Linked DNA regions of Sus scrofa: region 2 is linked to region 1. A link is a contact called in public promoter capture Hi-C data. All regions are on one chromosome and are shown on one strand. Each heading gives the region's core, a stretch centred on a gene start, on an enhancer-like site or on the middle of the called end of the contact. The rest is flanking DNA. Distances are from core to core; before and after follow the strand shown. Region 1 overlaps FN1 (fibronectin). Region 2 has its middle 240 kb from the start of FN1.

The links. Promoter capture Hi-C pulls out the DNA fragments that hold promoters and counts their contacts.
Region 2: a promoter capture Hi-C map of liver shows a contact between it and region 1, with 5 times the contacts expected there. The contact joins two enhancer-like sites. A contact is called at or near these places in 1 of 5 promoter capture datasets (liver), 2 of 47 Hi-C or Micro-C datasets (both in liver) and 1 of 2 datasets of contacts at active chromatin or transcription factors (alveolar macrophages).

What each region holds. Positions count from the first base shown.
Region 1 is chr15:117,729,749-117,733,156 of Sscrofa11.1, reverse strand. It overlaps FN1 (fibronectin), which reads left to right. Exons shown (of 50, transcript XM_003133642.5): 2 at 249-310; 3 at 1,888-2,043; 4 at 2,389-2,563. Among named protein-coding and RNA genes, the nearest start is that of FN1, 5.7 kb to the left of the region's middle. Within about 2 kb of position 1,661, at least 61 of the 83 cell types and tissues checked have an H3K27ac peak or open chromatin away from gene starts, as enhancers often do. A contact at or near this core is called in alveolar macrophages and liver, where this site is marked.
Region 2 is chr15:117,979,344-117,982,751 of Sscrofa11.1, reverse strand. No RefSeq gene overlaps it. Among named protein-coding and RNA genes, the nearest start is that of FN1, 240 kb to the right of the region's middle. Within about 2 kb of position 1,526, at least 2 of the 83 cell types and tissues checked have an H3K27ac peak or open chromatin away from gene starts, as enhancers often do. A contact at or near this core is called in alveolar macrophages and liver, where this site is marked.

The DNA.
Region 1 (3,408 bases), core at 412-2,911:
AAAATTCAGTCCGAATATTATATATATGTTTGCTTATGAGACATTTGAGATATATCATATCCTTAAGCAAAGTATATCTCAATGGATTGAAATACAAATTACTTCTGAAATGTAAGTCACTTGGGCTTTTTTTCCCTCCAAGCTCTCTGTGTATATTATTCTAGTGTATTTTGAGTAAGTAAATATATCAAACTATCATGGTTTTGGTTGATGAAATACTTTTCTAACCACTTATTTCCTTCCCCCAGAATCCATGTATTTTAAGAAAGCATTGGCTTCAGGTTTATCTTGCTTATATCCTGATTTCCAGGTACCCTTCCCTCTGGCAGGAACACCCAGCTTCCCAGAAATTTACTGAGAATTTTACAAGGGGCCCTTTTATACTTGAAAGAGAAAACTGCTTTGTCAAGTGATGATGAGAAATTCAAAAAAACTCTAACCCAGACGGGACTCTAAATTTGGGGAAATCCGAGGCACTCTTTCAACTGGCAAAGTTGGTCACAAAGATGCCTCAAGAAGTTATTTTACACTGCTTATAGGAAACTGATATTTGCTGTGTGTGTGAGTGTGTTTCCCTTTAATTCCCTGTGTTAATAAAAGCAAATGTTAGTTTTGTGTCTTTGATGTGTTGGGCATTTTATAGACCAGAGTTCGAATAACCCCATGGCAGTTGCTAAAGGTGGAACATTTGGAGAAAACAAGTGCTTGCAGAAATAAACATATTTAGCTAACAGATTTTCTAGATTCCCAAAGCAAATAGGAGGTCCACACTACTAACCTAACTAGGAGGCAAAGCTTTTGAGTTTTGGTCCCTCAGAAGTTACTGAAGAAAGTCGAGGACTCCTTTCAAAGATCCTTCCTTAAAAAGCAAGTGTGGTTTGTGTTTGTCTGTAAAAAGGACTGATGTGATGAGTTGCTAAATGCTAGAGACTTCTCAGATTGTGCCTTTAGAGGGAAAGACAGACACATCTTAAATAGGAACTTTCCACATTCTTGGAGTAAGTAACACTTGAAATGTGAAAAATCTGGCAGCGAGGCTGGGGGAGGGGAATTCTGTGATGAAATCGATGTCCACCAAATGAAAATGCCAAATAAAAGCAAGAAAGAACTGTAGGAAGGCAAGTCTGGAAATGGTCTTTTCTCAACTTTTAGTGACTCAAAGATCTCTACTTTGCGTAAGGGGCGCGGTGAACATGGGGAAGGACACCGCGATATTTCTCTCTACAGGGTCGACCAAGTTTTCCAGGTTTTAGCGGTAACAGGTATCGAAACTCCAGGGAAAAGACTTTCTTGCATATTTGAGGGGAAAAAAAGCAAACTGCTGCTCTGTCCTTTCAAAAGCAACCTCATTCTCTAAATTTCTCCCTGATCCGTCAAGCGCCCCGCAGAACTCTTGGCACTTAGTAGAGGCTCATTGAAGGCTCTCTTTTCCCTTCTAGCCCCTCTCCCCGCCTCGACCCGCGACCCTGGCTAGCACGTCCTCAGACCCCGCAGATACCGCGTTTGGAAGGGGAAAAGTCCTAAGAAGAAGCTACGAAGGCAAAGAAAGTTAAGTTCTCAGTGCACAGTAGACCAAAGAAAGGGAACCGGAGGAAAGCCAGCCCCGCCCTGGGACGGCAGAGGCTACATTCCTACATCTGCAAGGTGGTGGCTACTTTATGGTTTTTCCTCCCCCCGAAATACACTCCACTAAGCAGAGATATTTTCCAGAGGTGACGCAATGTCCTCAACCTCTCTCTGCATCCCCATAAAAAAAAGGGGGGGGGGGAAGCGGGGGTGGCGGGGGGACTCGCGACCCCTTCGCTACACACGACTCCAGCCCTCCCTTTCCTGCCTGTCTACCCCTTCGCAGCCGCTTCCTATCCTTCCCCTTCTGCCCCCTAAAAGTTTGACGACCGCAAAGGAAACCAAAAAAAAGTTCTCTTGCCCCAGTCCTGGCGGGCGATCAGCATCTCTTTTGTTCGCTGCGAACCCACAGTCCTCCTGACGTCACCCGGAGCCCAGGCCAATCGGCGAGCGGTCGGCGGCGGCGGCAAGAGGAGGGTGGGGGGAGTCTGACCGGTCCCTCCTCCCAGGCGCCCGAGGCCTCGCGGGGGCGGGAGGGGACCGTCCCATATAAACCCCAGCTCTCGGGTCTCCGCTGCCCGCGCCGGCTGCGCTTTGCAGGGGGGGAGGAGAGGGAGCCCTAGGCGCGAGCGGGAGAGAGGGGACCTGCAGCCACAACTTCTTTCTTCCTCTCCTTCCCCTCTGTCCCTCTACCCTTCCCCTTCCCCATCATCCAGCCCTTACCTTCTTGGCGGCGTCGGCCCGTAGCGGGCACTGGAAGGGACTCCTCTGGCAGGTTGCGAAAAAGAAGTCAAACTTGGTGGAAAGTTGTCTCCTGGTTAGAGCGTCTATATCCCCGCACCTTCTCAAGATGCTCGGGGTCCAGGACCCGGGCTTCTGCTGCTGGCCGTCCTGTCCCTGGGGACAACGGTGCCCTCCACTGGAGCGTCGAAGAGCAAGAGGCAGGCTCAGCAGATCGTTCAGCCCCAATCCCCGTTGGTTGACAGCCAACGCAAGCGTGAGTACTGACCGCGAACTGAGACAGGCTGTCGCAGGGGTGGGACCGTAAAGCCAACCAAAGTTGTGGCTAAAGTTTTGTGCGCGCGCGAGTGTGGAGTGAGTTCACGCTGCCTGTGGACACAAAAGACTCTGGGTTTGAGCAGGCTGGTTCTGGGGGCCTAAGATAGCTACTGCCTTGGAGGACAGGGGCTCTGTGGTGTCCGGCAGGGCTCTTATCAGCTCTGCACGTCCCGGGCGTCCTCCTATGAATTCGTCGAAACTTGCCTTTAAAAAGGAAAATGATGTGTGCCTTTAAATTTTCCATTTGGGATTAGCGTGGTCTTTAGGCTTATTTTCTTTGTTACTAAAACAATTGATGGAATATTTTCAAAATGGGGGTGAGGAGAGGGTAGCTAAAAAACTGTTGTTCCTACTTTGAATGAGATGTAATTGGTTCAGATTGCTTTGGGGGCCCTCAGGATGCTTCTCCAAAAAGAGAGATGGGAATTCCTCTTCCAGTTTTTCAAAGACACACCCTCCCTTTTCCTTGGCTAAAGGAAACTGCCTGACTTATTACTCCCAAAGAGCACTGAAATTCCTTGCACTTTTTAAAATGTAATTCCCAGTTATCTGCTTTTCAAAATGTTTCCTTTGATGCAGACCCCTGGCCAGATGGAAATGACATCATTGTATAATGTTTAACTCGGTCAAAGAAAAAAAAAAAAAAAGGAATACCTATATGTCTACGTGTACAAATTGCAGTTAACTCTTTAGATAGCTAACTCCTTTTAATTTTCCACATGCGCTGATGATTAACTTTTTTTTCATATGTTGCTTAGGCTCCTCAATTTAGTTGTACAAGAA
Region 2 (3,408 bases), core at 277-2,776, 250 kb before region 1:
AGATCTGGTGTTGCTATAGCTGTGGCGTAGGCTGGTGGCAGCTCTGATTCAACCCCTAGCCTGGGAATTTCCATATGCTTCGAGTGTGGCAAAAAAAAAAAAAAAAAAAAAAACAACAAAAAAACAAACAAAACAAAACAAAACAAAACAAAACATACCTATAAGAATGATACAAGATAGAAAGTAAGGGAATAAGAGAAATACAGGTTATGGTGGTTCTGAAATATATTAGCAAGTTATTTGATGATTTTTCTCTTAAAAAGATGGAGCCTAATTCCTCTCCTCTTGAGTCTGGGCTGGTCTAATGAACAGAGTGTGGTGGAGCTGGTGCTATGTGGCTTATAAGATTAGATCATAAAAATGTCATTCTTTGACCATCCATCTTAATTCACTTTCTCCGGGGGAATTCAATGAACACACACAGTCAAACAGACTATGGAAAAGACCCTTGTGGGGAGGAAGGGAAACCCCCTGCTAACAACTAGGGCCAACTAACCAGCTATTTGAGTGAGTCATGTTAGAAGCAGATCCTCAAGCTCAAGTCAGGCCTTAAAATGACTGTATTCTGAGCCAATATCTTAACTTCGACCACAGGCCAGAACACCCAGCTAAGCCTCTCCAGAATTCTTGACCCATAATATCAGAAAAGATAATAAACGTGAAATACATTGGGGCAATTTGTGATGGCAATAAATAATATATTAGGCAAGTACTATAAAAATGTAAAAACCTGACAAAATAGTTATAGTACTATAAATAATTGATACCCACATAATAATATGAGACTTGGGTTTACAGGAAAGAAATAGAAGTTATAGAGTTATATGTATTTAGTAATGTAACTTCAAAATACAAAGCAAAAATGGACAGAAATATAAGGAGAAATTAAAAAATCCATTATGGTAGGAGATTTTAATCATACCTCCATCCATAATTTATGTATGAAAGAACACAGATTCAGTGGGACATGGAGGATTTGAAAACACAATTAACATAAGCAACATTTACAAAAGTTTGACCATATATTATGATAAATCAAGTTTGCACATCTCAAGGAATTATTATAAGAACGTCTATATAAGAATACTGAAGGATATGCAGAAATTAGATGTTTCCATGTAGCGGGGGGTTATGTATCTTAATTTACATGGCTCTGTTTAAGTACGAACATGTAATACACAAATGTTTTAGAAAATAGCTATTCTATTCACTCTGAAAGTGCCTAAAAACTTTCCCACCATATTTCCTCTTTAACACTAAAAGCATTTGTTAAAATGTCAGTGTTATCTGGGAGGACTAACCCACAGGGATAACAGTCTTTAGACTCTTTAGACTCTTGTTTTGCCTGGCCAGACCTCTGGCAGGAACTTGAGGGAATGCAATGGGGAATTAGGAGGGAATATTTTAATTGGGGAAAGAGGAGACAATTGGCATAGGTCCAGAGGCTGGGGTATTGCCCAACCAGGGCACAGTTCTGCAAAAAGTCATTGCACAGCAGTGAGGACACATAGGAGTTGTTTGGACAGGAGTAACAACAAGGAGAAAGGAGACACAGTACATTTCAGTGTCCACATGTCTTCACCCAATTGCTAAGCCAATCTACACTACATTTGCAAACTTATAAGTATGACCTTATCTGCATAAGGAGGCAGAATAGCTGAAATGGCAGAGCTCCCTTCTAATCACCATGTTTGCCCAGTACCTGGAAATGGACTTAACTGTCTCCTTCTTTGCTCCTGCAGGATAAAGCTCTTCTCTGAACTGCTTCTATTTTTCTGCAGACTTTTCTTTTCTACACTTCTTGCCAGGCCCCTGGAGCTATAATTTTTTTTTGTTTATTCTCCATTCATTGCCCAGAGTTTAGTGCCAGTTCAGCTTTTCATACTTTATGGAACACCCCTGGAAAATTCAGCTGTCGTGTCCCAGATTGACATTATGTTTCATTGACCCCGTGTTTTCCAGGACACCTTAGTGCATTTAATTTGGATTGTTGATCACCATCCTTGGAAGAGACCCAAGAGTTCAGCAAATACCCTCAGGCTTGGTCTCTTTGTTTTCCAACTTCCAATGATGGCCATGGTTGAGACCTTGCCATGTTTTGCAGCTTATCTACCCATAAAATAAGTGTTTAAAAAGGAAGGAAAGGACAAATGTACCTCTCTCAATTTTACCAGGTAAAACTCAAACCATTCCATGGTTGCCTGTGGCCAAGTCTCACATTAGCATAACAATCAAAGGAATATCATCAAGAAAGCAAAAAGAAATAAAAATAATTTCAGGAGGATATGCATCTCTCTCTCTAATGGTAATTAGTTTGCAAACTCTATTTTATTCATAGTTTGTTTCTGAGGTCTTTTTTTAAAATTAGTTCACAGTATATTCTGCAGAAATCATTGTAACACTAAAGCATATAAATTGTTTTTAAAAAGCAGATTTGTCTTATATCTCTTAGCTTTCAGGCTTCAACCAGGATCTCTTTTAGTGAATATAATCTTCACTTTTAAAAATGTTTACCTTTTGTTGAAAATGTCTTTACATCTAATTTCAATATAGCATGCCATACTATATATACTGTATACTGAATAGATACTGTATATACTATATACTGAATAGATACAAATGAATCTTTTGAATAAAAATAATTTTAGTTTCTTAAGAATTAGTTCACAAATCTGGTACATATAAGCAATTAAAACTGGTTGTCCCTTTGATAGTCAGAAGACTCTGGTATAACATAGTCTTCAGGAAAACATCATACAGAGGAAGGAATACATGGTAATAATCCCTTTGAAAACATAGTTACAACCATGTTTCTACAAAAATATAACCTTACATATATATTTTAAGCAATCTACCTCATATAAATTAAGATGATAGGAGCATGCAATCATAATGCTTATTTTATAGAAAAAAAGAAAATTATCATAATTATTTTTTTGCCTTTCTTTAAGACCACTAGGAATCCACTTCACCTCCCATAAAGACCCCTCTTTTTAAAAAACTTTTTTTTACTTCTGTCCCTTTATTGTCTTTTGAATCCCACACTGCTTCTGCGCTCTCGTACTAACCTCGAACAACATGACTTTCTACCTCACTGATAAAAGTGACTGCCTGAACCCCTATTTCCACTCTCATCACCATTATCACACCCAGACACTCCAGGACTCACAGGAGACCCAGGCCTCCTTGCCCTCAGAAGACCCTATATCTTCACAGAAAGAAGTTAGTGGAACCTCTGAGGATGTAGAGTTCTCTCCCTTGGATTGCTTTTCTTGTGAGAAATTCTTCCATGACCCTGGTGGCCAGTCTAGCATTTCTCACATTTGTCATAAAGTAGTAAATCAGGCAAAAATTCATGTCAAATAACCTTTCAAACAGTGGGAAGCGACAGAGCAGAGCGACTGAGAT